Linked DNA regions of Sus scrofa: regions 1 and 3 are each linked to region 2. The links are chromatin contacts, called in public Hi-C maps. All regions are on one chromosome and are shown on one strand. Each heading gives the region's core, a stretch centred on a gene start, on an enhancer-like site or on the middle of the called end of the contact. The rest is flanking DNA. Distances are from core to core; before and after follow the strand shown. Region 1 has its middle 340 kb from the start of KCNJ2. Region 2 has its middle 120 kb from the start of KCNJ2. Region 3 has its middle 270 kb from the start of KCNJ2.

Region 1 (3,002 bases), core at 172-2,671, 220 kb after region 2:
TAGCATCCTAGGATATTTTAACCACGAATCGGGCTTTCAGGAGCAAGACGGAATGTGAAGAGCAGGAACCAGGATTGAGTCCTGCGCACATGGGTGTGTAGGTTGTCCATATAGGGCTTCAGATGTGGTGAGATGCTGAACCTCTTAGCCCTTGGGATAGATCCTGAGTCGCCCAGGCACCAGGGAAGTCTCCTTTGTTTTCCCCAATGTATAGGGCACCACACACTTGGTACCCTTTGGCATTATGGAAAGCTCTGGCCAAGAGCACCTAGAACTGCACGGAGCTATAGTGAATGCAGAACCGGAGGAGGCATTCTCTGAGCTGAAGAGAGGTGACCATGGAATCTCTGAATATAGTTTCTATAAATTCAGAGGGAGGCATCCTTTGCACACATAAGGTGTATCCTAGGGATATAAAGGAGGCGACTATGTAATTTGGGTATCGAAGGGGGTGCCGTGAACAAAGCTGAGAATTGTGTGGAAATCGGGACTACCCTGGGAAACTGGAACACGTGCTCACATAGACGTGCAGCCCCTCCCCCCTCAGAACTCTCTTCCCAGGCAGAGATGTCTCAGGGGGTAGAGGGATGCTCTGCAGAAAGAGGGATGCTGCTTAAAGATCTAAAGTGTAGTTCATTAATTCTTGGAACCCCAGGTGACCCAAACCAAGGGAGAAGGAATAGCTTAATAGGATGAAAGTGGAAAATAAAAAATGGTGTCATCTCTTTGGCAATGAAATCTAACTGGCAAGCAGCAGAAATAAGACTGCTGATGGAGGCTCAGAGATAAATGAAGGGCTTGGGTTCCACGTGGACAAGTGCAAGAAATGCATTAGGAGGTTCCTGGCATAGCCGTGCATTTCCACCTTGCAAGTTAGCTTAGGGAGAGTGAGTTCGTGGCAGAAATATTCCTGTAAGGCCTTCGAAGTGCAATATCTTCCGCCCTCTGGTGGTTACATTCTTTTTTTCCACTTTTAAGTAAGGACCTGGCAATGAGGAAACCACAGAACGCGAAGGACAGGAATAATCGGGGTCCCAAGGATCACTTGACAGAACCATATCCAGGATGCCTTAAGCCTTAGTTAAAGTGTTAGGTTAGTCCTCAGACAAGAAAGGAAAACACTCCATTCATTTAGCAGGTTGCTGGGAAGTCCACTTTCTCCCCCCGTTTTTCTCTGCCACTCTCCAGGATCTTTTCCCTCGGCTTCTGTCATGAGAACACTTGAGAGATTCCTAAAATTCTGACTTCACATGAGGCGGCTCTGAAGTCCTGCGGCTTCTCAATCTTCTTCTTTTTCTTTTTAAATGGAAGTGGGGTTGATTTGCAATGTGGTGCTTGCTGAATCTCTGCAGTACAGCAGCGCGACGTGGCCATACACATATGTACGGTCTTTTTCACATTCCTTTCCATTGTGGTTTGTCCCAGAGGTTGCCTAGAGCTCCCTGTGCTGCATAGTAGGACCTCATTGTCTGTCCCTATGGAACAGCCTTTTGTGATTTGAAGGGGAATTTCTAAAAGAAATGAAACCACACAATGACATGAAAAGGGTGATGATACAGTAAGATATTGCATGATGCCTGGCCAGGATCTAACCAACTTGACTCTTTCCCTCTTTGGTGTGTCTGGGAGACAGAAAAAGAGCCTGGTCATTATCGTGGGAAACTGTCATTAAATTATGTCAAGTGCAAATAGTTATGGCTGACACAAACAAAGAACGGGAGTCCAGGAATAAACTGCACTTTAAAGACGATTAGATGTACTTTCAGCAACAGATTTTAAGGACCTAGATTCCACTGAATTAAATTTCCTTATTAAGATTATATATATCTATGTATATGATATATGTATCTATGAAGTCCTACATATATATCATACATATATATGCATATATGATTTTATCAGAACCCTAATATGTATGCATTATATATAACCGAGAGGTATATTACTGAAAAGATAAGATATTGGCTATTACATTTCTCGTTTGCAAAATATATTAAAATCCTTATATCCAGTCTTCACGCATAAGGGATCTATTCAAGAAAACCACCACCTATGTGACAAAAATATGCTTTGCGGGTGTGTTTTTTTATATGAAGCTATGTAGTTCCATACAATGCAAATAGTCTATGCTTAATACATATTTATGAATGAATTCAATAATGAGAAATCTGAAAAGCCTTATAATTTGTGCCTGGATTTCTCTGAAAAAAAAAAAAAGGTTCTGACAAACCACACCACATTCCTGATTTATTTTTTTTGAATATTGTCGGATGGGACCACATTCAGATTCAGAGCAGCATTAAGGTATTTTAAGAATTTTTCATAAGAAAATTTACATTATGTAAATCTCCAGTGTGGTATTCATTTCGATGGTCATTATACAGGGAAAGCTCCTGTGAATTAGTTACTTCAATCTTGATAGAAATGCCCTAATATTCTAAAATAACTGCCAAATGTGAGTTGAAAGCCCTGTCATTTTCCAGGGTGTTTTGTTGTCGTTGTTGTTGTTTGTCTTTTTGTCTTTTAGGGCTGCACCAGCGGCATATGAGGTTCCCAGGCTAGGGTCGAATGGGAGCTGTAGCCACTGGCCTACACCACAGCCACAGCAACTGGGGGTCTGAGCCACGTCTGTGACCTGCACCACAGCTCATGGCAACGCCAGGTCCTTAACCCACTGAGCGAGGCCAGGGATCGAACCCTCATCCTCATGGATGCTAGTCGGGTTCGTTAATCACTGAGCCACAATGGGAACTCTCAGGGTTTGTTTTAATTTAATTTTTATTTTATATTGGAGTATGGTCGATTTACAGTATTGTATAATTTCATGGGTACGGCCAAGTGATTCAGTTATACATACATATGTATCTTTTTTTTTCAGATTCTTTTCCCATGTAGGTTATTACAGACGACTGAGGAGAGTTCCCTGTGCTGTACAGTAGGTCCTTGCTGCTGGTCTGTTTTGCACATAGCAGCGTGGGTTCCATTGATTCCCCAAATGGGGA
Region 2 (2,706 bases), core at 51-2,550:
GCTCTTTTTTACTTCTAGCTCTACATACCATGAAAATAAAGATACCCCCTTCAGGCTTACTTCCTTGTTGAGGGAGAGGTGTTTACGTTCAAAGTCATGGAGAAAATAGAGAGCACTAGACCTTCAACTCTCTGGTGTCCTCCTAGTTCTTCCACAGGAGTCGTGTGCTCTTCCTTCCTTCTGTAAAGTTTCTGGCTTCCAGGACAGTACTTTTACCACATAGAACACAGACTAGACACGGTACATAAGTTCCATAGGAGCACAGAATTAAGCAGTCAATATGGACTCAAGAGAGCGAGGAAAAGTAGTCACATATATGAAGTATAGAAGGGGCGTCTGGTCTTATGCGATCAACGTTATAAATAGGACTTTTCTTTAAACTTCAGCAAAGCCCTGGCTGTTATGACCAACCTAGAAGCAGAGAAAGATTATTGGATTTTAGAGTTTAGCTGTTAAGTACTGCAGTACGTGGAATGCAGCTTACACATATGTATAATTTGGGATTTTGTCCTAGGTAGAATAATGTTTTGAAGAAAATTTCAGTGTCATTAAACTTCATAAAGGCAAAAGGGATTCCAAAAACAAGGGTCATTTTCTTCCCCCTGGCATACAATCCCCCTGTCAAATAGAGGGAATCCATTGTTGAGCCTGTGAGTCAGGCGAGGGAATTTATTTGAGAGCTTGAGGTTGCAGAGGCAAGCGTGGACTTTTCAGGACTTGACATTGTGGCTCAAAGTCACTACAGGTGTTTGTCTCATTGTCTCTTCAAAGAAAGTCCCTGAATCACCTGCTATAGAGACGCATGAATTTTAAAATGTAGACCATGCTCCTGTGGTCAGAAGGCTTTCTTTTGGCATGCATCCCCCCAAATCCTGTAACCCTGGGGTCACGTCTGCTTGGAAATAGAACGTGTGTTTCACAGGGTGTGAAAATGCCATCCGAAACTGCTTTCTTAATTTTGCCCACCTACTTTTTTAAAGAGGGTGCTGACAACCCTGCAGAGGCAAGATTAACAGCGTGGGCTGGCAAGCCTACTTTCTATGGCTTTTTCATGCAGTGGTCATGCAGTGTGTTCACTCAAACTGAATTTTGCCTTTGTGTTCCCTACCAACCCTGAGAGGTCTGGGGAGCAAGAGGGTATCTGACATCTATTTATCTTTGTCAGTGGTTGTCATGGGAGCCAAGGTGATATTGACTTGAGTGAGGTCCTTTGAGGAGAGGTGGCGGGGAACTGGATATATCTGCTCGGTTCTATTTTCATGTCTCTCCACTGTTTGCCAGCAGGTTAAGTTTCTCCCACCTCTCTGTCAGCACTTCCCCAACCTTTTCCCTCCAGCAGTGCATCTGGTAATACCAAAGGACCTGGGGCTTAACTGGTGGTAGTGGTGACAACGGATATGGCAGAGAGGTACCCTTCGGTGTCCACCTGCTCTAGTGCCAAGTTTTTTTTTCTTGGGCTTTTAAAATGGATGTGGGGAGGTGGTGGTTTAGAAGGAGAAAGCTTGGTCTTTTAAAAGAATATGTTTAGAGTTCTCAAATGTGAGAGAGCAATAAAGGCAACAGACGCCAAACAAATGTACAATGGAATCCTGAAGGAAAAAGACTCAAAGGAGCCTGAGCAGCCTATTAGGACAAAAACTGGAGGCATAGGACAGCAATAGTTTATTGACCTATGGCTTTGATTTGACGTCTTTGAGATTTGAAAACTCTGATATGGCTTTATCCACTACTTCAGTACCTTGCTGGGAAAAAGTGAGACATGTACTTAAATTGAGTTTTTAGTTTTCAGTTCCAGCTTTGTAAATGAGCTTTCCAGTGCTATGTTTCCTGGGCTTAAGAATGGATAAACAAACACCCTCATTTTCTGAAAGCAAATACCTAAGATGATTATAAAGACAAAGACGTTCTGGAAGCATTCTGGGCTTATGGACACGCAGGTGTGCACGCGAATGCATTCACACCTGTAACTGCTCTTCTTTTCCTTCTTCCCCATCAAATTTTCATGCCTACTTCTAAAGTTTGAGTTCTTAATAGGCGCCAAGCACTATGCAAAGTGGGTTACCTGGCTCCTCTCAGTCTACACAGTCTGTATACCCATTTTACAGATGAGGCACTCAAGGCATAGAATGACAACACTGCTAACAATTGAAGTCCGTTTTTCCCAAGCCTATGCTTTGAAAACCATACGGTTGTCCTTCCCAGCTAAGAAGGCTAAACAGTAACAATTCATACCCCATTCTTTGCATTTATTTTCATTCATAACCACATTTTAAAAAATCTGATTTTTAAGAGATTGTTTTTATTTATTTATTTTTTGCCTTTTCTAGGGCCGCACCTGCAGCATATGGAGGTTCCCAGGCTAGGGGTCTGATCAGACCTGTAGCTGCCGAGTCTACGCCAGAGCCACAGCAACATGGGATCCGAGCCGTGTCTTCAGCCTACACCACAGCTCACAGCAACGCCGGATCCTTAACCCACTGAGCAAGGCCAGGGATCGAACCAGCAACCTCATGGTTCTTAGTTGGATTCGTTAACCACTGAGCCAGTTCGGGAACGCCATTAAGAGATTGTTTTTAAATGCATCCATTTATTAGTGAAAAAGTGGGGTTTTATCCAGACTCTCCCAGTGATGACTTTTACACTAATAAACTTCTTGTGTGAATGGTTAGGTATACAGGTATGTCAATTTATAAGTATATAGCTCTA
Region 3 (2,790 bases), core at 224-2,723, 150 kb after region 2:
AAAAATTACCATAAAAATTCTATATTTTAAGAAAAATATATTTCTTAACCATGATGGTGTATAACTTGAGATAATGCAAAAGTGACTCTGCAATCTTTGAAAGGTTTGGTTCATGATATTTAAACACATCATATGTAGGCCTGCAAGTGCTTTTAAGAGCAAAACCAATGCTCTTGATTTTTCATGAAGGAGTAAACAATTAAGAGATCTATTAATGCATACCTTTTGTCCTTTAATCTGTGAATTTAATACTGAACAATGGTATAACCTATAAAAAGTACTGAACAAGGAAAATAGGCTACTGAACTCAATTGTGTGTGTGTGTGTGCCTGGAGGTAATGCTGGAGGGAGTGTGGAGAAAAGGGAACCTTCCTGAACTGTTGGTGGGAATGTAAGCTGGTACAACCACTATGGAGATCAGTAAGGAGATATCTTGGAAATCTATACATACAACTACCATATGACCTAGCAATCCCACTCCTGGGCATATATCTGGACAAAACTTTCCTTAAAAAAGACACATGCACCCGCATGTTCATTGCAGCTCTATTTACAATAGCCAAGACATGGAAACAACCCAAATGTCCATTAACAGACGATTGGATTAGGAAGATGTGGTATATATAAACAATGGAATACTACTCAGTCATAAAAAAGAATGACATAATGCCATTTGCAGCAACATGGATGGAACTAGAGACTCTCATACTAAGTGAAGTAAGTCAGAAAGAGAAAGACAAATACTATATGATATCACTTATATCTGGAATCTAATATAAGGCACAAATGAACCTTTCCACAAAAAAGAAAATCATGGACTTGCAGAATAGACTTGTGGTTGCCAAGGGGGAGGGGGAGGGAGCAGGGTGGTTGGGGAGCTTGGGATTAATAGATACAAACTATTGCCTTTGGAATGGATTAGTAATGAGATCCTGCTGTGTAGCACTGGGAACTATGTCTAGTCACTTAGGATGGAGCATGATAATGTGCGAGAATAGAATGTGTGTGTAACTGGGTCACCATGCCATACAGTAGAAAAAAAATGGTATTGGGGAAATAACTATTAAAAAAATAATAAAAAAAAATTTGAAATGCTCTTAAAATTATTTTTATAAATAGAATATTCTCAGGAATTTAAAAAAATAATTAGAAAGTTTAACTCTTTCCCAAATGGCAAGTGAAGAAGGTAATGAGGACTTAAACTGAAAATAACTTATTAAGAAGGCTACTCCATTAAATCAATGGGGTAGACACCTTCTTCTCTCCAGGTACATCAAGTTGGCTACTATGGCAACAGCAGGGGTTGTAAAATGAATCAATTCTTATTTACAAAGAGCTGAGGGCAAACATACGTGGTCTTCTGAGTAAAAGGGTAAAGGACTTTTCTCTGCCACTCTGCTCATTCAGTTGGTAAACCATAGGTGACCTTTCCAGTGTGGCATCTCGGAAGACCTTATTTATGAAGTATAAGAGTAAAAATTTTCCAGAAGCACTCCCCGTCAGGGTAAAATGATCTGGGCTTGGAGAATCAGTGGAGAAATAGAAATGAATTAGAGGAATTGCAACTGGGAATTTATCTTAGTTGCATGTGTTCCTTTCATGGAGCATGACAATTGAATTGTTTCTTTATTACAGTAAAAGGTTATCTCTAATTTGTACTGATATGAAACCACGAGCAGTGTTCTGAATAATTTGCTAAATATAAGCTGTTGATAGGTGCTTTTGGGAACTAAAAGAAGGCTTCCTCTACTCCAAATATTTTGATGGCTCCCTCATTGGCTCGTTTCTCCAGATTTGCTCTGTCATTTGGTTCTGTTACCTTTGTACATACTGGGCTGATTCAGGGGAAACTGGCTCTGACTCCTCCTGTACTGAGCAAGCAGAACCATAGGGGTTTAATGATTTCAGTGTTTCAAGCAAGTGAGCTGGTTCACATACAAATCAAAATTTCATATAATCTATGATGGTTTTATTGCATGCTATTGCTTCAAAAGAAAAAAAAAAAAATCTTCCATCCCTTGGAAATGTTCCCTAATTAACTCGAAGAAAGGTGGTAAATCTGTCCACTGCATCCTGCCGTAATTTAAAAAATAAGAATAATAGAAAATAATAAATAAAATAATAAATCCTACGATCCTCGCTTTGCCTATCATCCCACAATACTTATTGACATATATTTAGGAGCATAACATCAATATGTGAAATAGGCAAAGAATGTCAATGTATAATGTTAATCCATAAGAATGTTAATGCAAAAGTGGTTTAAACTGCAGGCCAACAGCAAGCTGACTGTTACGCTAACAGAAGCATAAGAAGTACTACATATATCAGCACCCTCTACACAAACGAATCTCCAGAGAGGTGATTTTGGCCCTCAGGGGACATTTGCAAGGTCTGGAGAGTGTTTGCATCTGTATGGCTGGAGGGGGGTTGCTACTGACATCTAGTGGGTAGAGGTCAGGTATGCTGATAAATATCCTGCATGGCTCAGCACTGCCAATGCCTGACTCCAAGCCCCCATCAAGGAATCAAAGTATCTGGTCAAAAATGTAAATAGGGCCAAGGTTTGAAATCCTAAACTACAGGTAAGCAAACTTTTCCTCCTCTATTTCAGAGTGTTTTTGGTGTGTGTGTGACTTTGGGGGTTGAGAAGATTTAAAAAAAAAAAATTCTCTGGTGAACCGGTACAGCTGCTATGGAAAACAGCATGGAGGTTCCTTAAAAAACTAAAAATAGAGTTGCCATATGATCCAGCAATCCCATTCCTGGGGATAGATCTGGAGAAAAGAT

Evidence for each region. Hi-C and Micro-C count contacts between places; a contact is called where the count stands out from the background.
Region 1: a Hi-C map of fetal heart ventricle shows a contact between it and region 2, with 3 times the contacts expected there. The contact joins two enhancer-like sites. A contact is called at or near these places in 3 of 47 Hi-C or Micro-C datasets (blood, fetal heart ventricle and heart right ventricle) and 1 of 2 datasets of contacts at active chromatin or transcription factors (skeletal muscle).
Region 3: a contact with region 2 is called in a Hi-C map of fetal heart ventricle, with 1.8 times the contacts expected there. The contact joins two enhancer-like sites. A contact is called at or near these places in 1 of 47 Hi-C or Micro-C datasets (fetal heart ventricle) and 1 of 2 datasets of contacts at active chromatin or transcription factors (skeletal muscle).

What each region holds. Positions count from the first base shown.
Region 1 is chr12:10,019,085-10,022,086 of Sscrofa11.1, reverse strand. No RefSeq gene overlaps it. Among named protein-coding and RNA genes, the nearest start is that of KCNJ2, 340 kb to the left of the region's middle. Within about 2 kb of position 1,421, at least 3 of the 83 cell types and tissues checked have an H3K27ac peak or open chromatin away from gene starts, as enhancers often do.
Region 2 is chr12:10,234,510-10,237,215 of Sscrofa11.1, reverse strand. No RefSeq gene overlaps it. Among named protein-coding and RNA genes, the nearest start is that of KCNJ2, 120 kb to the left of the region's middle. Within about 2 kb of position 1,300, at least 3 of the 83 cell types and tissues checked have an H3K27ac peak or open chromatin away from gene starts, as enhancers often do.
Region 3 is chr12:10,084,729-10,087,518 of Sscrofa11.1, reverse strand. No RefSeq gene overlaps it. Among named protein-coding and RNA genes, the nearest start is that of KCNJ2, 270 kb to the left of the region's middle. Within about 2 kb of position 1,473, at least 2 of the 83 cell types and tissues checked have an H3K27ac peak or open chromatin away from gene starts, as enhancers often do.